Regions from separate parts of the Mus musculus genome. Here all the other regions are linked to region 5. Evidence: chromatin contacts called from public HiChIP or PLAC-seq and promoter capture Hi-C data. All regions are on one chromosome and are shown on one strand. Each heading gives the region's core, a stretch centred on a gene start, on an enhancer-like site or on the middle of the called end of the contact. The rest is flanking DNA. Distances are from core to core; before and after follow the strand shown.

What was found. Promoter capture Hi-C pulls out the DNA fragments that hold promoters and counts their contacts. HiChIP or PLAC-seq counts read pairs in DNA pulled down with a chosen protein or histone mark.
Region 1: a contact with region 5 is called in an H3K27ac HiChIP or PLAC-seq map of microglia, with 5 times the contacts expected there. The contact joins two enhancer-like sites. A contact is called at or near these places in 8 of 39 promoter capture datasets (cranial neural crest, frontonasal cranial neural crest, hippocampal neurons and 5 more), 1 of 15 datasets of contacts at CTCF or cohesin (pro-B cells), 12 of 484 Hi-C or Micro-C datasets (the 3T3-L1 cell line, the Ba/F3 cell line, the C10 cell line and 8 more), 2 of 115 datasets of contacts at active chromatin or transcription factors (large pre-B cells and microglia) and 1 of 9 other capture datasets (embryonic stem cells).
Region 2: a contact with region 5 is called in an H3K4me3 HiChIP or PLAC-seq map of bone marrow-derived macrophages, with 4 times the contacts expected there. The contact joins two enhancer-like sites. A contact is called at or near these places in 1 of 39 promoter capture datasets (HPC-7-derived erythroid cells) and 2 of 115 datasets of contacts at active chromatin or transcription factors (bone marrow-derived macrophages and microglia).
Region 3: an H3K27ac HiChIP or PLAC-seq map of microglia shows a contact between it and region 5, with 5 times the contacts expected there. The contact joins two enhancer-like sites. A contact is called at or near these places in 3 of 39 promoter capture datasets (the C10 cell line and pre-B cells), 1 of 484 Hi-C or Micro-C datasets (pre-B cells), 1 of 115 datasets of contacts at active chromatin or transcription factors (microglia) and 1 of 9 other capture datasets (embryonic stem cells).
Region 4: a contact with region 5 is called in an H3K4me3 HiChIP or PLAC-seq map of pro-B cells, with 4 times the contacts expected there. The contact joins two enhancer-like sites. A contact is called at or near these places in 14 of 39 promoter capture datasets (the 3T3-L1 cell line, 3T3-L1-derived adipocytes, the C10 cell line and 11 more), 1 of 15 datasets of contacts at CTCF or cohesin (large pre-B cells), 1 of 484 Hi-C or Micro-C datasets (the HPC-7 cell line), 7 of 115 datasets of contacts at active chromatin or transcription factors (T-cell acute lymphoblastic leukemia, bone marrow-derived macrophages, double positive thymocytes and 4 more) and 1 of 9 other capture datasets (embryonic stem cells).
Region 6: a contact with region 5 is called in an H3K27ac HiChIP or PLAC-seq map of T-cell acute lymphoblastic leukemia, with 5 times the contacts expected there. The contact joins two enhancer-like sites. A contact is called at or near these places in 2 of 39 promoter capture datasets (the HPC-7 cell line and liver), 1 of 484 Hi-C or Micro-C datasets (CD4 T cells) and 4 of 115 datasets of contacts at active chromatin or transcription factors (T-cell acute lymphoblastic leukemia, acute myeloid leukemia, large pre-B cells and 1 more).
Region 7: a promoter capture Hi-C map of liver shows a contact between it and region 5, with 2.1 times the contacts expected there. The contact joins two enhancer-like sites. A contact is called at or near these places in 11 of 39 promoter capture datasets (the 3T3-L1 cell line, the C10 cell line, the HPC-7 cell line and 7 more), 4 of 484 Hi-C or Micro-C datasets (cerebellar granule neurons, cortical neurons, embryonic stem cells and 1 more), 7 of 115 datasets of contacts at active chromatin or transcription factors (the 230-238 cell line, double positive thymocytes, extraembryonic endoderm stem cells and 4 more) and 3 of 9 other capture datasets (embryonic stem cells, embryonic tail and macrophages).

What each region holds. Positions count from the first base shown.
Region 1 is chr7:84,277,936-84,280,896 of GRCm38.p6, reverse strand. The region is part of intron 11 of Arnt2 (aryl hydrocarbon receptor nuclear translocator 2); the gene reads left to right. Among named protein-coding and RNA genes, the nearest start is that of Gm25790, 44 kb to the left of the region's middle. Within about 2 kb of position 1,491, at least 10 of the 459 cell types and tissues checked have an H3K27ac peak or open chromatin away from gene starts, as enhancers often do. A contact at or near this core is called in microglia, where this site is marked.
Region 2 is chr7:82,837,251-82,840,192 of GRCm38.p6, reverse strand. It overlaps Gm36584 (a long non-coding RNA gene), which reads left to right. Exons shown (of 5, transcript XR_003946820.1): 4 at 1,973-2,151; 5 at 2,801-2,942. Among named protein-coding and RNA genes, the nearest start is that of 1700010L04Rik, 13 kb to the left of the region's middle. Within about 2 kb of position 1,577, at least 24 of the 459 cell types and tissues checked have an H3K27ac peak or open chromatin away from gene starts, as enhancers often do. A contact at or near this core is called in bone marrow-derived macrophages and microglia, where this site is marked.
Region 3 is chr7:82,819,193-82,822,418 of GRCm38.p6, reverse strand. It overlaps Gm29796 (a long non-coding RNA gene), which reads right to left. Exons shown (of 3, transcript XR_378297.3): 2 at 2,589-2,765. Among named protein-coding and RNA genes, the nearest start is that of Gm29796, 9.9 kb to the right of the region's middle. Within about 2 kb of position 1,563, at least 15 of the 459 cell types and tissues checked have an H3K27ac peak or open chromatin away from gene starts, as enhancers often do. A contact at or near this core is called in microglia, where this site is marked.
Region 4 is chr7:82,690,104-82,693,127 of GRCm38.p6, reverse strand. Efl1 (elongation factor like GTPase 1) reads right to left here. Exons shown (of 20, transcript NM_175317.3): 13 at 514-665; 14 at 132-298. Among named protein-coding and RNA genes, the nearest start is that of Efl1, 43 kb to the right of the region's middle. Within about 2 kb of position 1,532, at least 95 of the 459 cell types and tissues checked have an H3K27ac peak or open chromatin away from gene starts, as enhancers often do. A contact at or near this core is called in bone marrow-derived macrophages, double positive thymocytes and pro-B cells, where this site is marked.
Region 5 is chr7:83,657,704-83,660,780 of GRCm38.p6, reverse strand. All of the region lies in intron 12 of Il16 (interleukin 16), which reads left to right. Among named protein-coding and RNA genes, the nearest start is that of Stard5, 27 kb to the right of the region's middle. Within about 2 kb of position 1,255, at least 149 of the 459 cell types and tissues checked have an H3K27ac peak or open chromatin away from gene starts, as enhancers often do. A contact at or near this core is called in bone marrow-derived macrophages, double positive thymocytes, liver and 2 more, where this site is marked.
Region 6 is chr7:82,771,866-82,775,025 of GRCm38.p6, reverse strand. It overlaps Efl1 (elongation factor like GTPase 1), which reads right to left. Exons shown (of 20, transcript NM_175317.3): 19 at 2,385-2,569. Among named protein-coding and RNA genes, the nearest start is that of 4933406J10Rik, 18 kb to the right of the region's middle. Within about 2 kb of position 1,670, at least 46 of the 459 cell types and tissues checked have an H3K27ac peak or open chromatin away from gene starts, as enhancers often do.
Region 7 is chr7:82,721,904-82,725,188 of GRCm38.p6, reverse strand. All of the region lies in intron 15 of Efl1 (elongation factor like GTPase 1), which reads right to left. Among named protein-coding and RNA genes, the nearest start is that of 4933406J10Rik, 32 kb to the left of the region's middle. Within about 2 kb of position 1,833, at least 19 of the 459 cell types and tissues checked have an H3K27ac peak or open chromatin away from gene starts, as enhancers often do. A contact at or near this core is called in liver, where this site is marked.

The DNA.
Region 1 (2,961 bases), core at 242-2,741, 620 kb before region 5:
TCCTGCCACTCCTGGCTGCCCTTCCACTTCCTGGCCCCTGTTTAGTTGGCTTCTTCACATTCTTCTGCAGTTGTGATGAGAGGGCCTGACATCAGCCGTATAACTTCTTCACAACCTCAACCACTGGCTCGCTCACTCCAGCTTACTTGTCTTCTAGCTTCCTGCTTCCAGGCAGCTCTTCAAATGTCCGTCTGAGGGCCCAGGAGCCTCCAGACCCAGCACGCTGCCTCTTCTCTTAATGGCCGCCTCTCCCTCACACTACTCCCAGCCAGTGGCTCAAAACGAAGCTCAGTATCTCTTAGGCACAGAGCCCTACTGGAACACCTTCACAAAAGTGATATCTCCCTGCTTCTTCCCATCATCCCTGCCCCCCACCTAACTTTTGCAGGTGACCCCTTGTGCTTCTGTTATCATTTCACTCCAAGCCTTTGTAAAAATGAATACTAGGTTTAGTCAGTTTTCATTAAAATTTGCCAACAATGGTCCATATACTTAGAGTTAAGTACAAATTTCATCCCATAATTTCAGGCTTCATGTAAGTCTGGTCCTGTTCCATCCTTCTTTGGACACTATTCTTCAGTCACGTTAGCCTTCTCTCTGTTTCTTGACCATTTTCTTTCCCATCTTTTGACCATGACTGAGCCATTCTTTAGCTGGAGTGCTGACCTCTACTATTCACAGGGACTGATACCTTTCAAACCATGTCATCCATGAGATCTCACCAGTGGCTAAAGAGGTCCCATCCTCCTCCACCTCTTGTCTCTCCTTTACCATATGTCTTTTCCTTTATCCACTTCCTCTATTTTTTTCCTCCTTTACTGAAACCTGGATTTGCTGTGGGCAGACCCCAGGCCTGTACTTGTGCACGCCATTTTCATGAAGGTAGATTTGAACCAAGCTGCCTAAGTAGATCAGAACTTATAGCATGTGGCTCCCATTTGAGGAAAATGTGAAATCAGAATGGTAAGACTACCAGGATTCTTCGTGACACATTTGCTGAGTGTAAGGATGTAAATCTATCCAGATCCTTCTTCATGTGTTTCCCCGTGGAATCCCCAACCCTGCCCCATGAATACTGTCACCATGTTTTTCCTAGTAGACAGTGGGACTAAGAAAGTTTTGAGTGTCATGCACCACCACTGCCATCATGATTGAGCATGTTTAAACAGAAAGGATGGGCGTGAAGTAGGAGCCTACCCAAAGTTTCTCTCTTTCATTTTGACTTCTTGGCAAATTGACTGAGAAAGGGATTCTGGGAGTGGATACTTTCCTGGCCCCTGGGACGGTACACTGATACCACACTAAACTCAGAACTTGTGTGTGTTCTATGGTCTTCCTGTCTGAGCTGTTCAGTGCTTTTGTTTAAAACAAGAGCTCAAGAGCTGACTCAGCTTTCTCAAGAACAAACCACTTCCCTTTATCAACATTGGTCCCCCTTCATTGATGGTGGCCAGTGCCCAAAGAACACAAACTCAGGCCAAGACTGGGTGTGCCTTGGGATGTCTTTGTGGCTCTACAGTTGCTGCTGTCAATGTGTCCTGGGCCTGTGCCAGGGCTTCCACCTCTGATGCCACAGCCCTGGTTTCCCTTTCACTAAGGGATGAGGTAGCTGGTACAAGTCATTGAAGCTGGCTGCTAGAGTGAAATGAGATGTCCAATTCCTTTTACTTTTCAAACCTGCCAGGTCCTTGTGGCATATGTAGTTTGCATAGTCAAATGTGACACGGGATAGAGGGAAGCCCAGGTGAGATGTGAGTGTATGCTCTGGAGGTCCTACTTGATGGTAATAATGATGATGGTTGGTGGTCATCAATAATATTGATAGTGATGGTAATGGTAGTGGCAGTAATAATGATAACAATGGTAATGACTGTGATGATATTGATGGCCATGATACTAATGGCTTTGACTGTGATAGTTACAAATGATTGTCATGGTGATTATGACTGTGAAAATGATGATGGTGATAGTAATAATTGTTGTGGTGATAATGGTGATAACAGTGACTGTGACTGTGGAGGTGATGATGATAGTGATGATAATGATGGTGATGCTGCCATGATGGTGATAACAGTGATTGTGATGTTAATAGTAATTAGTGTGAGGATGACCATGGTTGCGATGTGGTGGTTGTAATGGTGATGATGGTGATAGCAGTTGTGGTGCTTTGAATAAAAATGGCCCCCATGGGTTCATATATTTGAAGCACTGGTCCTCGGGGAGTGGCACTATTTGACAGGGATTCGGAGGTGTGGCCTTACTGGAGTAGGTAGAGCCTGTTAAAGGAAGCATGTCAATCAGGGTGAGCTTTGAAGTTTCAGATGCTCAAACCAGGGCCCAGGGTCTCTCTCTATGCCTGCCACCTGTAGATCCAAAGGTAGAAAGAACTCCCAGCTCCTCTCCTGTGCCGTGTCTGGCTGTGCAGCACTGTGCTGAAAGCCATGCTGGTAATGGACTAAATCTCAGAACTGTAAGCCAATTAAATGCTTTCCTATATAAGAGCTGTGTGGTCAGGTGTCTCTTCACAGCACTAGAACATCGATTAAGACACTAATGATGGTGATGGTGGTGATTGTCAGGTGAAGATGGTAACTATGATGATGATACCTATAACCGCTGTTTTCATAGAGAGCCAGGCTAAGCTAGGTTTTGGGATCTTTGCAGTCTCCTGTATTACTAGCCCCACACTTGAGTGAAGCACAATAGGATGCATCACTCTGAGGTTATTTAGACCTGGGTCATGTTACCAACCCTGTTTACAAGCACAGTTCAATCCCCCATCACTCCTTGGCTTTCTTGCCCATACACAGTTGTGCTGTGCTTTCTATAAGGGGAGCCAAGAATCTCATGTGCCAGCATCATGCCTACCCTCCAACTCTTCCCCAAACTTCATTCCCCTTCTGGAATCCTTCATTCAGGTCAGGACCTCAACAATAGGTCCCAACTGCTAGCCCTCCTGCT
Region 2 (2,942 bases), core at 328-2,827, 820 kb after region 5:
ATCTTACTATGTAGGGCAGGTTGGCCTTGAACTTTCGACTTGTTTTCTTCAAGCTCCCAAGAGCTGGGCATTCTCAGTGTTATAACGGTACTCTTGCCTTCTGACACATATGGAGGCATCTGAGCCACAAGACCTGGGCAGACATTCTCAGTGTTATAACGGTACTCTTGCCTTCTGACACATATGGGGGCATCTGAAACACTCAGGCATTTGCTTTCACAAACACCATTTCTGGAATGCAAGAGCAGGGCTCTGTGTTCAAAGCTGCCTGCCTGGCTGTGATGCACCTGTTAGCTTCCACTTGATTGGGCTTACCTTGCATCTTGCATTCTGCCTGGAGCAAGCTCAGCTAAGATGCTAATGTGGAGTTCATGGCTCTTTATGGTGTCTTCTAATTCCCTTCGGACAAGTTCTTTCTCCAAACCTCACTGGAATTTTGCTCCCATCTCCATGAGGTTGCCTTTCTTTCCAGTGCTGCGCTCCCCTTTTCTGTTGTGGGTATTCTCTTGTATTTTTTGGCCTCAGACTGTGACCGCTCTGGGCTTACAATGTTTGCTGTTGAGTATACAATTCAGACATCTCTCTCCAGTAAAAATTTTCCATTCATAGAAGCCTCTGTCTGAAAGATCACGAGCCAACTTGAATCTTTATTCAAGAACCAGCTATTGCCCTGGAGGCATTCCGATCCTACACACTCTACAGAGTAACCATTGCTCATTGTTTCTGTAAGGGGCCAGTAAGGTTTGTCAGGGACCGAGCAGAGTTATGACTGGCTAAAAAGGTTGTCAACTCTGTGCTCATGCGTTTCCTCTGAACAGTCGAACTCTGTGAAGTGATAGATGAATACAGTTTAAGATCAAGCCTCGGGGACAAAAACACAACATACTAGAAAATATCTGGCAAATACTGTCCTACAAAGAATGTTCTGGACTGGGCAGATCCACATATGCTCTGCAAAGAGCTCTCCTGTCGGCCATCTGTGGTTAACAAGCATGCTCCTCACCGACCGTCTGCTTTTGGCTTCTTTTCAGCCTTAAATAAATAAAGATGATTTATCATGTGAGACCAGGGAGTCTGCCTTTGTAAAATGAAAGTCTAGCACACTGGGAATACAATGAGGGAGGAATTGTCTGGAAAGGGAATAGAGTCCTGCCTGCCATCATTACCAGCGAGTCTCCTCTCTTGTACTTTGTTCTCCAAGCAGTCTCTGGAAACAAAGCCTTCCCTTCAACTTCCTTTATTATCACTGATGAGAGCAGTGTTGTTCTCAGTACATGGTTATGGGGTAATGGTAAAGCTCTAGCTATTGGAGTGCCATGACTCTTCTTGTTGCTGCTACTGCTACTACCTCTCTCCCCTCCCCCCTTTCTGTGTGTGTGTGTGTGTGTGTGTGTGTGTGTGTGTGTGTGTGTGTGTGTAATGAAGAGACAGGTTGTCTGTGAGCTAGCACTATCCAAATGTACCAAGCTTGTAACTGTGATGACAGAAACCATCTATATGTCCTATCCAGTACTGGAGCCACTAGTCTCTTGAGCCCTTGATATGTGGCTCATGTGGTGGAAGAGGAAGTGACTTTTAAACTGCATTGAATTCTCTGAGTTGTAAGAGAAGTGGCACCACGAGACAGTGGCTCTTGTCTGGACAGCAATAGACCATTCTGCTCTTTGTGCTTTTGCTGACTCTGTGGCCCACAAATGCACTCTGTTCAACCAAAGTTCCCTAGGCAGCACAGGGTGCCATGTAAGTGCTTATGGTTGCCAAAATTACAGAGCCACACTGCCTAGAGCTTACCAGCCTTGTAGAGCAAAGGAGGGTTCTTGTACAGTGTGAAAGTGCAGTAATGAGCTTGTGTGAAGGGATATTCTCGAAAGTGGGTCAAGTACTATGTCCCAGGAGCATATGTAACAACTTTGAAAAAGAGGTGAAATTTAGTGATGTGTTCTGAAATTCTGGACTTTTATCTATTTTTCAGAAGGAGAGACTGGCCTTGGGCCTTAAGCTTGAGTGAGCCCCAATTTTCTTCACTGACAAGGCTTTTCATCAGGCCCTGGCAACAACCTAAGAAAGATCTGTCTCTGTTTTGATATCATTAAAAATCCATTCATCAACCCATCACCAGGCAATCCACCAGCAAATCAAATCAAGCCAACAGTAAGTATGTTTATAAGGATATATCAGCATTCCCACAAGTCTATGACAGTCATCTAGTCAGATGACTTTTTAAGGAACCTGAGGCACAGAGGAACACAATGTGGGACCCCTTCGGGAGCATGTGGATAGAAAGAGTCAGAACAGACTGGAAACATACACTGCCTGAAGACAGTTTTAACAAAAATTTCAATTAGGTTTATCCGTGGTTTACTTTATGTGTGAATGTTTGCCTGTATGTATGTATGTGTGCATGTATGTGCACCACCTGTATAGCTGTCACCCTCAGATGTCAGAAAAGGGTGTCAGATGCCCTGGAACTACAATTGCAGATGGTAGTGGGCCACCAAGTAGGTGCTGACAATTTAGCCAGTGTCCTTTAGACAAGTAATTGGTATTCTTAATTGCCGAAGTATTTCTCCAGCCCCAAGACAATTTTTGTGTGTGTCTCTCTCCTTCTTGATTTGAATTAAAATTAGAAAGCATGACTTTAAAAAATAAGCATCTGGGCTGACAAGTTTGGGCGGGGGGTTCAGAAGTTAAACATGGTGTTATATTTGTACACTGCCAGGGGCTCATGTTTCCCAGGAAAGACTAACTTTGTTGCCATAACTGACAAGGACTTAACAGTTAATGATATTAACTGTTTCAGGTGGAGCAAAGGAGAGGAATCTTGTCATCTCTCAGCCTTCATCCAGGAGCACCTTCCCTCTGTTCCCTCATCAACTGAGGAGCCATGGACTCTCCATTCCTTTTGTGCCTTTTGCTAAGCCCGGAGCACATGTTCATCAGAA
Region 3 (3,226 bases), core at 314-2,813, 840 kb after region 5:
CATGTGTGTGTATTTATGGAGTGTGTATGGTGTTTGTGCGTAATGTGTGTGGTGTGCATGTGTTTGTGTGTGGGTGTTAGTGTGTGTGGTGTGCACATATGTGTGTATTTATGGAGCATGTGTGGTGTGTATGTGTGTGTTAATGGAGTGTGTAATGTGGTGTGTGTGTGTGTGTGCATGTGATGTGTGTGTGTGTGTGTGTGTGAGTGAGTGTATGTGGTGTGTGTCTCTGTATGTGTGGTATGTCTCTGTGTGTATGTCTCCGTGTCCCTGTCACTTCTCTGTGCCTCTGTGTATCTATGCCTATGTGCCTGTGCATGCATATGTAGCTTTCACATGTTAAAACAAAAGAAAACAAAAATGAAGAACAATGTCTTGGAGGGAAAATTTGCAGTGGATAAGGAAGACCAAGAAGTGATGTCTTACACATACAGCCCTCATAAAAGCAGTCCTGAAAAGCACTAAGGCACTGGGAATTAATTAAGAGGCAAGTGATGGTCCGAAAACTCACCACAGTGAGTGAAAACACAATTAGTACACAACACAGCCAAACGTTCAGCTCATTGGGAACGAATAGCAACTAAAGCTCAGGGAGAGGAGTACAACCAGAGGTAAAGTAAGGTCTCTGTTAAGGAGAGGCTGCTGTGTGGAGGAGAGCTGGGGGTGGGGAAGGGGCTGTCCTGGTGTTCCAGCACTGTCTGTGAGATTAGATTCCTGCACCCTTAGCCTAGCAAAGCTACCTGCGCTTTGCCACCACCTTGTGCTGGGCCCTTTCCACTGGAGATCTTGGAAGGGATGTGTACTGATGTGAGATAAATAATCAAGACCTTCCCACCTGCCAGTCCTGCTTTCTGGGAAGCTCACCTTAGCCCTGGGGGCCACTTATATGCAATGAAGAAGAAGCACTTAGAGGCCTCTAAACGGCCTCTGCAATCCAGGACATTCTACATTGATCATTAGTCCAATGGTAAAAAGCTGAAAAGACCTCCCCGTACCCTCCATCTGTGAGCTTCCACGTTTCATTTATCAGATTCCATGGGTCTTTCAGAAAACATCCATCTTTCTCCTAAAATGTTTTTCCTTTCAGTAACGTATTTATAATAATATTAAAACATAAGTCTATGCTAAATATCTGTGAGATTCAGCATTGACCCTACAGGTCCCAGCAAGGAGGCTCATGAACATAACTTTACCATTATAAATACGTTGAGAAATCATTCCTAACTCTTCACTGCTGGGCTACGGGAAAGTAAGTACTCAGCTCAGCAGGAAGGGCCAAGGTGAGCTAAGGCTAGCTCACAAACTGATCGGATGCCTAGGAGCAGACACACCCTTCCTTTACCATTCAGCCCCAGGTCTGTGACAGCTCTGTCTCCTTACCACACTTCCCAGAGAGCAGGCCAGGTATCTGTCTTTCCCCTTTGGTTTCTGTCCTTTTGGAAACCTGGCTTCTGCTCTGGTCTGAGAGGTTGTCTCCTAACATCGTATGCACATGCAGGAGCAATCAGGACTCCCAACTGCTCTATTTGTGAACTGCAGGCTGTGTTAGTGTGGCCATGTGACACAGGGGCCCCAAGTCTGTAGTGGATATGACAACCAGGAGCAACTGCACACACTTCCTTCCTGCACCCCAAATATGTGCTTCTTCCTTTATGTCGCACTGCAGATCTTTGTTGAAAAACAAAAAGAAGACAGCACGGGTCAGCAGGCCTGGGTGTTCATGTACACAGTCCGTATAGGAGAGGCTGCTGTCTGGGTGGTCCTTGTTCTCACTCGAAAGCCTTGGTCTTCCTTCCCTGCCTCCTTACGGCTAAACTAGAAACCTCAGTCATGAGGTGTAAACTCACAAAAACAGAGATGAGACATCGGCTCTTCTAACTGGGGAACACCCACGTGTCCACTCTACATCAGTACTGCCGTACACTAGAAGGTGCTGGTCACCTCCTAGAATTTCTCTGCCCCTGCATTACTTTTTTCTTCACTTCCTTTCTTCCTTCCTTTCCTGTTTTTCAAGTGCTGTGATAAAACACTGCCCCAAAACAACATGGGACAAAAAGTGTTTAATTTCCACTTATAATTCCCAGGTCACACTTTGTCAGTGAAGGAAGTCAGGGCACAAACTTAAGGCAGGAATCTGGAGGCAGGAACCAAAGCAGGGGCCATGGAGGAGTGGTGCTTACTGGGTAGCTCTCCAGACTCCTGTTCAGCTTCGTGTCTTATACCTCCCTGCTCAGAGGTGGTACCACTCACTTAGAGCTGGGCCTCTCACATCAACCATTCATCAAGAAAATGCACTGACGCCCCAGGCATGCCTACAGGCCAATCTGATGGAGGCATTTTCTCAACTGGAGCTTCCTCTTCCTGGTGGCTCCCATTTGTATCCAGTGGAAACACTAACCAGGACATCTTTCTTTCTTTCCTTTTAATTCTCTTCCTGTGAATGAAAGAATGGAGCCTCAGAGTCCTCACTGCCTTAGTGCGCCCATGCTAACCATCCCAGCTGATGGACCCTCCATACATTCATGCAATATGCTGACCACAGGAGGCTGCTCTGAATCCATCCTTCCCAGGACCTGAACGGTACTCACGCACGGTGTCCACAGAGCTCCACCTTTGTGGGACCAGATACTCCATCATGCTCCAGTGCATTGGAACTGTGGAGAGCAATGACGTTTTGCCATTCAGCTGGGCAGGCACAGCACACAGCACGGCAAGTGGAAGAAGGAGAGGCATGCAGGTCAGACATTCGAGGAGCCCCTAAGCATCTGGAATCAAAGCCCCCAGAAGAACAGAGTAACTAGGGAGTAGACAGAAGACTGCCAGACTGACCTCCAGGCTGGCCACCCAAGGCAGTGGCTCCTGCAATGTCATTACACTTTTCTTTCCTAAAGACACACCTCGATTGTACCCACAGGTGCTTACACTGTACCATCAAAACTCTTCATCTGTTTAGAACTGGCTGTGTAGAAAACTGATGTGTTTAAAGATGTAACCAATGCTGAGTGGGTGAAGAGGTCCCTGAACAATCGAAATAAACAAGGTCAAGTTCAACCCCTGATGCCCCTTACCCTACGCAAAGGAAAGTTACTGGACTCCCACTATAAGCCCATGTGCATGAGCACAACTGCAGCTCTTACAAGCACGGGTGCTGAGTGTATCTCATCTAATGCCAGTCAGATCAGCAAGCTGAAGATGACTAGAGAAACAGGCTAGCAGCACCAGATAA
Region 4 (3,024 bases), core at 283-2,782, 970 kb after region 5:
GTTACCAAGGCAATGCAACAGGTAACACAGGAATTGGGGTATCTTTTACCCATTCGCTTACCTCACCTGTGCAGTCTACAAGTTTCCATATCCTCAAAATAATGTCCACACAGTTTACTCCTAACTCTTACCCGCTGTAAAAAATCAACAGGGCTGTACTTGGGTCCTAAGACGAAAATTTTCTTTCCTCTTCGAGCTATGCCACTGAACACACGAGCAAATGCGATGAAGGCCTCTTGGCTGCTTTCCTCCTGGGAAACAGGCTGGCGGCTTACACTTGCCACATCTGGTTCATCACCTGCCAGGCACAAAAAGATATTCAGTGCCACAAATGCTTACTTCAACCAAGTAACTGTTCCTATGTACTGAAGAAATAGTGAACATGAATATCTGGTCTGATAATAGAAACAATATTGATAAAAACAATGACAAAGTGAAAATATGAGGGACAATGTACCAAGTTAAGCAAAAATGTCAAATAGTTTCCACTAAGACCTTTTAGGAATGCTGTACCTCTTGGCTCATCTTCATGGGGACTTGTTTCAAGGGCACCTCCATCCTGGGTGGGTCCCTGGGATGTTTGCCCCTGGGCTGCTGCAAGCTTCTCTGCGTGCCTCTGTCTTGCCCGTTCCCGTCTCTGGGCCATTTCTTCTTGAGTGAGAGGCCTACAGGATATGTTATGATGTTATAATATATTATGATGATCACAGTATTTTATGATGTGGCAGCATCAAACACCTCTCATCTCTCTTTTGAAAACAAGTGCTCATATGACTGTAGAAGTGATGACCAGTACCAAGTACCCCACTGAGGCTTATCCAATTTCTCTCCAGCAAAAACTGTAGTGAAAGAAGGCTCTCCGGCCCACTACGTCCCCAATGGCTTGGAGCTTATGAACTGGTGCACAAGTGCCCATGGCCCCAAGTACCACCAAGTGCAGTTACACAAAGCCTTCCACAGAGTCAGTGTTTCTTCTGGTAGAGGCCAACAAGGAGAAGGAAGAGGATGGTTAACAGGCACCAAGGCTCAAAACACCCTGGAGAGTATGCAAACAGCCACTATGAAATGAGGTTTTCTTTTTAGTTCAAAAGTGTGTCATATTATTCCATTAGCAATAATGGAATAATGGTTTGTTTCTTTTTCCTTCATGAAAAGCGACTCTCATTTCTATCAGGACACAGAAAAGGTACTTAGAGACTGAGCATTTGGTTAGGAATCTGGGTTTGGAAGGCAGAAACCAGGCAAGGGAAGTGACCCAGGAGTCGTCTCCCTTTAAGCAGGCATTCCCATGAATACTCCCCACTCCCTGCACGTTTAACCCCAGCACTGAGTAGCAGCAGTCCTGGCCCTGGAGTTGGTAGACCGTGGCATACCCACCACTGTATTGGCTGAACATCCAGACGCTCAAGCATAAGCTTGAGCAACAGGGGCAGAGCTGCACTACACTGTCTGCCTCCCTCCACACTGTCTCTTGCCTTTGACATTACACTTTCTATTTCACTCTGTAAACCATACTGTGAAACCAGCCTCAGTCTCATCTCCCACACTGCCTTGCTTCCTTCCTCTTTCTCTTACAGCTCCAGAGGCTACAGATAGGCTACACTGTGCACATAGATAGGTACTGGGCACAGGCACGGTTGGCCTGTCTTCTAAGGAGCCACATGCTCCTGGAGCTAATGATATCCTACCTCAGACTGTTCACTGCTGTGCTCTTCAGGATCCTGCCAGCTAGATGGAAACTCGTGCTATCTATCTTCCAGACCCAGGATCTGGGCCTCTGAGCCAGACCCCGCTCACTATAGGTAGTCAAAGTGAGAGACCTCAGATCACTGGCCAGAGACTGACCATCCCTGCAGGAAATGGCTCCTCTTCATGGGAACCTCTAAACGCCTGTAAAGACAGGATGCACACTGCTTCCTTACAACGGTAAGCTACAGATGCTGTTCTGCCTTCTGCAGCAGTGTCTGATTTGTCCACTTCCTGCCTCCTTCTTTGCCATCATCAACAGCCATATCTTCCACTCCTGCTCTTCTGGCCCAAGCTACATACTTCCTCTGCAAGTTTATTTGACTCAGTCTTTTGCTAAAAGAATGCCCAAGAATAAAATCCGTGATTGGCAGTACACATGTGTAATCCCAATGCCAGGGAAATGGAAGACAGAGGAATCCCAGCCTAGCCTAATTGCCGAGCTCCAGATCAGTGAGAGATCTGTCTTTAAAACAAAAACAAGGTGGACAACATCTGAGGAATGACACAGATAAAAGCTTAACTGATAAATACACACACACACACACACACACGCTCATACTCATACACACACACAAGTATATGAAAGTATGAACTGAAACACAAATGCAGAACACAGTATTCACTGTTACTATCACTTAAGAGTCGAGGAGTCTGGAGAGAACTGCTCTCCCTAATGGGCTCATCATTGGTCTGTCCTCCGTGCTTACCACTGTACATGTAGTACAGCACAGTAACCATCACAGCAGTTAAGGGACGCACACTGTACATCACCACTTCACACACAGGAAGACAGAGACTTAGGAAGCTTAAGAAAGTTGACTCAAAGTTTAATGGATACTATATGAGCCACAATTCAAGTGTAATTTGTTGGGTCCAAACTCCACAGTCACCATCTTCCAGTCAGTAAAAATTAAAAATCACCATCTTAAGAAAAAGAAATTTAATTTTAGCTTTGGTTAAAAAAAGAAATATAATTTTATTAAATACTAAAGCCCAAGTTCATGGCATGGCACAGAATCACCATTAAGTTGATATTGGTACTGTACCCCCATAGTCTTGGAACTCAGTAGACTGCCAAGTTTGAGGCTAGGAGGTTGTTTGCTTGTTTGTTGTTTGTTTGTTGTTTGTTTTGGACAACTTAATACAAGCCAGGGTCATCTGTGAAGAGGAAATCCCAATTAAGAAAATGCCTGTAGGTGAGTCTCTGAACACCTTCTTGATTGTAACTGATAGTGCTACCTCTGGGATGGTGGTCTTGGGTTGTATAAGAAAGGC
Region 5 (3,077 bases), core at 6-2,505:
GTGGGACGTGTGTCCCCTGCAACATGCAAAGCTGCTGCCCTTGAGCATTAGAAATGTCTGCAGGCTTCCTGTACTCTGGCATAGAGAAGCACTCTCTTTAAGCTCACTGTGCAGAGACATATGAAGCTTCGCAGAACCAAACCGGAAGTTCCGGGCCTGCCAACTGTTGGCAGTAACACTCGCGGGTCACATGGCTCACGCGCTGGTGTATCAGCAGCAGGGTTACTTTGTGGTGGGGAGGCTGAGTCCAGGAATCTGAGATGCTCTGCTAACCACAAGTAGTCACCCCAATAGCTAAAGCAGAGGGAGAATGATTGCTTGTGGGAGTACAAGATGTTCGCGAGAAATTAACTTTGCCTTCTGGAGGTGGGGAGACTCGGAAACCATCCTCTCTAAGTCTAGGTGTCCTTAGCTGCTACTTTGGGCTTTTTGAGTGGCTCCCTCTACAGGCTGTTGTGAGACTTAGATCTTCCCTTCCGTATATTGAAGACTCCAGCACCATAACTTCTCTTGGAGCTTCTTCCTCTAGCTTTACACCCAAAGGATGGTAGGTAGACAGGAAGGCAGCTGCTGAAACTTGAGCCCTTTCAACAAAGGACACTGTTTTAGGGTTTCTATTACTGTGAAGAGCCACCAAGACCATGGCAACTCTTATAAAGGACGTTTAATTGGACTTACAATTTCAGAGGTTTAATCTATTACTGTCATTGTGGAAAACATGACATCAGGTAGGCAGACATGGTTCTGGAGGGGCTTTGTTTTACATCTTGATCTACAGGCAGAAGGAGACTGCCACACTGGGCATAGCTTGAGCATATAAGACCTCAAAGCCCGCCTCCACAGTGACATACTTCCTCCAACAAAGCCACAACTACTCTAACAAAGCCACACTCCCTACTAGTGCCAGTGCCTATTGGCCAAGCACTTAAACACACAACTCTATGAGGGCTGTCCCTACTCAAACCACCATAGGCATTATGCTAGATATGTTCACGCACGTTGTTTTAGTTCATCCTTCCCCGGGTCTGAGGGTGAGATTCCCAGTTTCACAGAAGAAGAACTTACTTAAGTTTGTGTTGCTGAGGCGTGCAGTGAAGGCTGCTAGGGGTGAAGTAAGGCCTCTGGAAATCCCCTAGAAGAAAGCAGGAGATTTGTCAAACTGCCCATTGACAAGCTTCAGTGAGGTGGATGGGGAAGGAAATTCTTGAGTTCCTTGGTGAAGACACAGTGAAGGAGGAGCTGTGTTACCAAACAGGAAGTACAGACTTTCAGGCAGCTGAACGTGCCGGGCTGACTAGCAACCAGAGAGGGCGGGGTATCCTGTGAATGTGTTTCCCTGACTCCCCCTTCAGCAAACACTTCATTTGGATCTGAGGCAGAATCTAGAAGGCAAACCAGAAGGAAATGTTGAAAGGGTAGACATTTTGCTTTCCTCCTGCAGACCCAGGAAAGGAGAACAGGTGCCTTGATGAATCTCTTTGGCTTCCTGATTGGGTGGGGCCACATGTCGGGCAAGGAGCATTGCCAAGTAAGACAGCCAGGGGAGGAAGCAGGTGTTCTGTAGGGAAGGCCAGGCAAGGAGCCAAGGTATTTAAGACAGCACACAGACAAATATAAACACATGTATGTGCGAGCATGTGCACTCTCTCTCTCTCTCTCTCTCTCTCTCTCTCTCTCTCTCTCTCTCTCTCTCTCTCTCTCTATCTCTCTCTCTGATTTCTCTGTTCAGCATCCCACATCTTGAGCAATCTGCCCTGCCTTTGGCTTCCTTCCCTGTTCACACCAGCAATATGGTCCACACTAACACAAAGGCCGTTCTGTGGCTGCTCTTTTGTCCTCTCTGCATCATCCCACATGGCCAGTAGACCCTTCTGTAACTTATTCACTCAACCAACAGAGCATTGTTGTGCTGGCAGAGAGATCACAAAGACAGGCTTCTAGTCTGACAGAAAACAGGAAGCAGTTGACCTTCTACACCATTCTTAACAGCCTTGGCCACTCCCAGACCTTTCTCAATGGATCTTATTGCCTGTGATTCCATTTTCAACCCTTCTTCTCTCTCCCTTTTCTCCCTCTTCCCTTCTTTTTTCCTACCTTCTTCTCTTGTTTCTGTCTGTAGTCTTTTCTCTCTAGGGTCCTAAGACCCTTCTCAAGCAGATATGTACGACAGGTTACATTTAATGTAACTGAAGGTAACCCAATTTCCTGTACCCAAATGACCTTCAAGATACTTCCCATGAACCTGGAGAGATGACTCAGGATCACTGGCTGCTCTTCTAAAAGATCCAAGCTCCATTCCCGCACTTACACGGAGGCTAGTAATCACCGGTAACTCCAGTTCCTGTGGATCTGATGCCCAATCCGGCCTCTGTGGGAGCTCTGTGGGCACCCACACTGTCTTAAAATACCACTCACATTTAAGAAAATGATTTTGTATTCTCTGATTAGTCCCCATCTCTCATCCTCTTGCCTTACCTCCTCCCTCTCCCCTCATTCACCAAGTGCTGAGCCAGGGAACATTTGCCTGAATAAATTTTGTGTAGAAATCAAATTAAGTTTGGGATTAATTTAAAAGACCTTTTCCAAAGATAATGCAACGTAAGAGGTGTTGATTAAAAGGTAAAATGTGGGTTCTGAGAAGACAACTAATCAATAAAGGAGCTCCAGAGAACCATAAGGTCCTGGCCCAGTCCAAGAACCCACATCAAAAACAACATCACAAGACCAACATGGAAAGGCAGAGGCAGGCAAATCCCTGGGGCTGGTAGCCAGCCAGCTTTGCCTATTTGGGGCACTCTGAACCAGCGAGTGACCATCTCAAAACACAGGTATGTAGTTTCTGAGGAACAACACCTGAAGTCCCTTTGGCCTCTACACCCATATACTCACAGGAACAAGGACACATACATACAAGTACACATGAGGAAGAAAAAGGAGAGAAAAAGGAAGAGAAGAGAAGAGGAGAGGAGAGGAGAAGAGAAGAGAAGAGAAGAGAAGAGAAGAGAAGAGAAGAGAAGAAAGGGATAGCCACAAAATGGAATATTTCTCTGCTCTAAAGAAAAGTTAAATAAAAAAAA
Region 6 (3,160 bases), core at 421-2,920, 890 kb after region 5:
GAGAAATACCCTCTGCCTGAGTGGCCCACTGTATTTTGGGATGCCTCTGTTAGAGCAGTCTTATCCCTTTTCTCCATACCGTATTTACCAACCAGGAAATGAAGGACAACCTTTAGTGTGTGTGTGTGTGTGTGTGTACTGCATGCATATGAATGTGCGGGTGCATGGCCATGAATGTGTACATGGAAGCCAGAGGAAGCTGCCTGGTGTCTTCACTAGGCTGGCTGGTCAGTGAGCCACAAATTGCCTGTCTTATCCTCCCAGTGCCGGGACTGTAGACATCTGCAGCCATACTTGCTTTTTCACATGGGTGCTAGCGATCTGAACTCAAGTTCTCATGTTTGCAGAGCCATGTTTTCACCCCCTGAGCCTTCTTTCTAGACCCATTCATACAAATTTAAAGAGACTCAATAAAATAAGTTTCAAAGGAAGACTCAGTATATATTTTTTTTCTGGTCAGGCCTGGTGGTGTAAACATATAACCTTATTAGCTGAGGAGGGAAGGCGGAAGGGTCGGGGATCCAAAACCAGCTGTGGCTGCATAGCCAACCTGAGAAACTTATTCATACCTTGGTCCTTTCATGAGCTTTTAAAATGAAAATAAAATATATGATAGATTGCTCATCCAATGACAATGACAGTGTAACAGCTCTGAAGGCTTACTTAAGGCTCTGTTTATAGAAAGTCCCAGGCCTTATGTACCCAATACCCTCTGTTAGATCAGAGACACTATAACCCACTTTCCTGTGCCAGTGTTGACCAAGGCCAGCCTTGTGAGCTGGATGACTGTCATCTATGATGTCAGAAGGCTGAGTTCTGACAGCTGCGCTCAGCAAGGGCAGCACCACTGAGACCGGGGCAGCACCTCTCAAGGTCACTACCCAGAAGCAGAATCGTCTCACTCAGTCACAGACAGTGTCTAGGTGCACAGCCCAGTCACCACATACCGGCCACTAGGACCCCAGGACCCCAGCAGAGCTCCTGCCCTCCAGGCACTGCCACTTAAAATCTACTTCTTTCTTTTACTGCTTCGTGTTTGATGTAAGAAACCAAACCCAAGCTCAAAGGCTAGAATTTTGGATAAACAGGAAATGGTTAACTATAAGCTGAAGGTTAACAGTGCCCTAGATGTTTTCGACACAATGAGAAACAAAGATGAAGGCTACTTGGTAAAAAGGCAATGAAGGAACTCATCAGAACATCATTTAGCATTCAAAAGTGTAAAAGTCAAGAGAAATCTTGAGTGACTGTAAAACATGCTAACTAAAGAGATGCAGCTAAGTGTGAGCACTGTTTGGTTCTATCAAGCATCATGGACTGGACTTTCATGGGGAAAGCAGACACCCAGCGCTCTGGGCTGGAAACTGCATACACCTATCCAGGTGACAGGGACTACTGAATTAAAGCAGATGTGCCTGTTCAAAGTCTTACTTCTTACTTTGCTGATCACAGTTTAAAGAGAAAGGTCTGCCTCAATTATTTCCATTTTTCACTAATCGTGTAAATGTAAGCTCTGTGTTTAAAGAATTCTAGAGAAAGAACGCCATCAAGCTGCAGGAAGTGAGAGAAGTGCAGACATAGAAAGGAGCCCTGGCCAGCAGCAAAGCCTACAACACAGGGCTCGAGGTGGTGGCTCCACATAAATTATCCCAGAAGTGAAGTCTCTGCACTGTCCCAGTAAGCAGCAGAGACAGCACGTAACCACCAGCCCAGCAGACAGTAACACTCCCAGGCTACACTCTATCGCGGAAGGAGGGAGCTAGAATTACCGAGGTTTCCTACAAACAAGAAAGCACTGCTGTTTTGAGACAGCCTCTCTTGGGCTTTAGGCTTTTCCTTCCTCAGTTTTCCTGGCCGAGTGTTCTCGCTGCTAGTTAATGGCTAAGTCTCCTTTAAGGAAGGCCTACCCCATGCCTCCCACACACTCAGAACACGGTACTAACAACACCCTTCTCTTCCCTGCAGTGCACCTACTGAGTGTCCTTTTGTGACTGCACAAAAATTTGCTGTGTGCTTGACTCCATGCTGTGGTCAAGGAAAGGCTGTGGTGAGCAGGAGCTTATAAAGACAAACTGCAGATCTCCCTTCAAGAGTTCTCCCCTTGATGCTGGAAGAATCTCTCCCCATCCTCCTACCCCCAAGGGAAAAGCGTTCGAGTTTCACATTCAAAAGTGCTGTCATTTTTCTTTAACTTAACGTATGTCTGCAGCAAGAGAAGAATGGACTAAATGCCCTGTAACTCCGATTTACGTTATAGACAGAGTGCTCGTTGGGTTGGTGCTGTGAGCTGGCTTTCACAGGCCCCTTGCCTGGGCCCCATGCCAGTAACAGCCAGCTTCACGTAGCCTCTGCCTGGCTCTCGGGAAGGTGGGGCTGCATCTCACCTCCCAGTGGCTGAACACCAGCTGTGGGCTGGCCAGTCCGCTGGTCCTCTTCCTGATCTCATCCGCAAAGCCAAAGCTTTCCGCTACAGGCAGCACAGCCTTGATGATGAACATGTCCGTCCCTTCCTTCATCTCTTCCTGAAGCACTCGACCTTCTCGCTTTGACAGCACGGCATAGACTCGGCCTACAAAACCAAAACTCCTTAAGTTCACCCACCGATCACAACTTGACCCAAAGCCACAACAATTTGCATGCTTAGTAATGATACCATGAATATTTAACTGCTAATTAAAAGGACAAAATTAGAAAAAAATGCATATAAAAGATAACAAGAGTCCAAAATGTGCCCCCCAGTGACAACCCCCACCATGCAGTGTGAGAGGTATGGCCTCTGGAATTACAAGCAGAATTATCTCTGGGCATGAAATCCAATGAGAAAAGTGTGACTGGATTCCTATAACTATTTAAATGCTTCAGTCACTATTTTTAATACGATGACCAAAATGGTGTTAAGAGACCATTTGAGCTCAGAAACCAAGCAATTGACAATGAATGGCATTTTTTTTATTTTTTATTTTTTTTTTATTTGGGAGGTTGACAGACACAGACCCGGGGACAGCGAGACGCACGGAAGCCGGGATGGTGCGTCTCGGTCGGATGCAGACTCGGGCTTGGTCCCCGGGGAGAAGAAGGAAGCAGGAAGCAGGGAGCAGGGAGAACCGGGACAGGGGGACAGGGGGACAGGGGGACAGAGAGACCCGAGCTGCGCAGGCCA
Region 7 (3,285 bases), core at 584-3,083, 940 kb after region 5:
TTATCTAGTAAGCCCTGGAGCAAAACACCCGAGCAACACAAAACATCAGTGAAGGGCTCACTGGCAGGGCTGGCCATGCTCCTGTCCACACCACAGCCAGGTACCTTCTGTGGGCCTCTGGTACTCTTCAGAGGTGGGAAAGGCAGGCAGCATACTAAAACAGCGTGGAAAGAAAGTATTCACTCCGTTACACTACATTACAAGTTACTGGTTCATAATTATTTTTTATTGAAGTATTTTTTCTCACCTCTGAAGAGTATAAAAGTCCTAAGTGTCTTTCTCATCTCAGAAAGACTACTGTGTAGTAAGACACAGAGGATCAGCATACAGTACTCAGGTACCTACAGGAAGCCACAGAACCATAGTGATGGCTGACCAAACCAGACTGTCGCACAAGCTCACCCTCAGTGACTTACCAGTGCTAATCTGCTTCAAGACCATCACTTTACCCATGGAGGAGGGGGAAGAAAAAAAAAAAAAAGAAGCAAAGCCCAGCAGGAGGGATGACCCCTAAACGTGCTTTCCTGGTAAAGCTGAGGATTAATCCTCATGACCAGGCTTCTTCAGAAGGCTCCAGTTCTTCCTTACTGTCAATCATGATCCGGCTGTACCATGTATAGTGAAACCATGTGTTCTCAGAAAGGAACAGTCTGCCAGTTTCTTACCTCAACATTTAGAGAAAAGAACTTAGAGAATGGAATGAATAAGAACTTTATTGTTCAACTAATAAATAAGGAGAGTTTCTTTTCCCAGACTGGGTAATGAGGAAGCAAATGGAATCTGCCTGTCATGTCCACTCTGGTGGGCTGTGTCTTGAGGAATTTGCTGTATGTGTGAACTCACAGCAGGTATTTACTTCCTTAGAGGACACAGTTCACAGCAATGCCACAAGTGGTGCCCATTTCCCAATCATTGGTTAGAGTGCATTTTCAGAAAAAAATATGGACCTAGACTTCATACAATAAATGAAGATAAGCACTCGGGCAGGCTGAGCAGTAGCAATATATCTGGAGCTGTTCACAGTGCGAGTTATGGTTCTCTAGAGGAGGGGAGGGAAGGGGAGGGGAGGGGAGGGCCTTTCTTTCTTGCCTTTCCCTGTCTCCTCTCACTCTCTCCTTTCCTATGCATCCTAGACAAGGCTCTATCATACAGCTCTAGCTCTAGGTCTATCCATTAATTGTTCTTCTTCTTTTTTTAACCTCTCTGGCAAAAGCTACAATACACAAGAATATGAGTAGAAAACTGAAAAAGTAATTCAAAGTACTTAATAAAAGCTGAGTATCTTCAACACACATTAAAAAAAAAAAGAAGCTTTTTATCAGTAAATGAGAACAGTAAAAGAATACAGGCCATGTTGGGTATGACGGTACACTGAGTTCCATCTAGTGTGGCCTAGTCTATAGAGTGAGTTCCGGATCAGTCAGAGCTACACAGTGAGATGCTGTCTTCAAGAAAAACACTCACCTTCAACACATCTGCTGTGTGTTAGTTCCAGTGTATTTTGTAGTTGGAACTTCAGCCTTCACGGTTTTTCTTTTTTAGAGGGCAGCTGTACTTTCATTTCCAAGGGAAACAGTTCCTATCTGCCTCAGTAGCAATGCACAGGCTCCCCCTCACAGTTCTGGAGCACATCTGTATCTGGAAGCTTTGTTATGTGCAATTCTTACTTATTTCCCACTTAAAAATTCCTCTAGGCTCTCTCCTTCCTACTTTTAACTAACAGCCAGCTAAAAAACAAAGGGTCAGAGGTCAAAGGGCAACAGGGGAAAGGTCATTGAAACACCACCATCATGTTTTAGCACAAAGTACTCGACTCTAGGAAAGCCCAGCTCTGCTGTCTCCTCATGCACATTGTGCAAGCACAGGGGTGTGCGTGCGTTCACTGTGCAAGGAGGGCACAACAAATACCCAGGGCTGAAACCCCTCTCACCAAGCAAATTGCTTCCAGATTCCGTGTGCTCTTGTGTCATGGAGTTTTGCTACAGTCAGAAGCAGCCACCTATGTCTGATCTAGTTAGGTATTTAATGCCTTTGTTTTTAATACAATGTAATGACTTTAATATAATTTTACAGTAATCTCAGCACTCAGAAGGCTGAGGAAGTTACACTTGTCTAAGTTTAGGCCAGCCTGGGCCTGAGACAGACTGTGTTTCTGGGGGAAAAAAATTAAATAAATGTGCATAATTTAGTCTTTAAAAATAGCCAAGTTTAACAACTGGCTGGCAAAATTTGTGAAACTTAACAACTGGCTCTTGAGAACTGACAGCTCCCCCTGTTTTGTCCTACAGGGCCAATCAGATTTTCCAGAGCTGAGCTTGTGGCTCCAGCTATTTGAGGGCTGCAGTCTGTGGCTTGGTTTTTCTCCCATTTTGGCATCCGTTTCTGATCTACAATCTTTACAGTCCTTGCCTCCTGTCTCATGGCGGAGACAAGCTCTCTTCAGTGGTCTCCTGAATGCTTCACGGTGCTGGGCAGCCATATCATTTCTCGGTAACACGTACTGAGAAGTGTACCACATGGGGGGCGGGGGGAAGGGTCTGTTATCACCTCAGAGGGAACTTAGAGACCTCCTGACAGGGCTGAGAGGACACAAGCCTGAGGACACAGAAGTGTCACAACACTGCACATTGTTCCATAGCTTGCTTCTAACTAGGGAGGTGTACATGCTAACATGAAGATTATGAGTACAGGACTGGCGTAAGCCACTTCTCTTCAAGAATGCAGACAACAGAGTGCGCTTATAAGCACACTGGGCTCCATACTAGCATTACCACACCCGTGAGAGCTGGGTTGTACTTGAATTGTGATGGCTACCATATCTGTAGGATGAGCAACTTGTCAGCTCCATTACAGTCCTGTGGGAATCACATCTTCATGAGAGAAGTGCCTTACGAGGCTGTGACTATAATCTCAGCTAGGGAGCAGCTCCGAAGGAGGATTCTGAGTCTCCTTCTCTAAAATCTCAGCCTGAAGGTTAATTTCTTGATCTTTGCTGTTTAAAGTCCTTGAACTCTGAATAGAACAATCATGTCCTTTGAAGCTTTTTGTAGGCAGCAAGCGTTGCTGGTCTCAGAGCACGGTGCAAGTTTCTTACTTCATCCATCATATGAAGGATGCCAGCAGAGGAGAGTGGGCACAGTGACTGCGGCCCAGTAGCTGGCTCTCTTCTTGATCCTCAGCTATCCACTGTGATTCTGATGGATGCAATGTCCTCCTACACTGACTGAATAATCTCTCCCCAAGCCTTCTTTCACTTCACACCAGTCTGGTTTACATGAGCCTCCT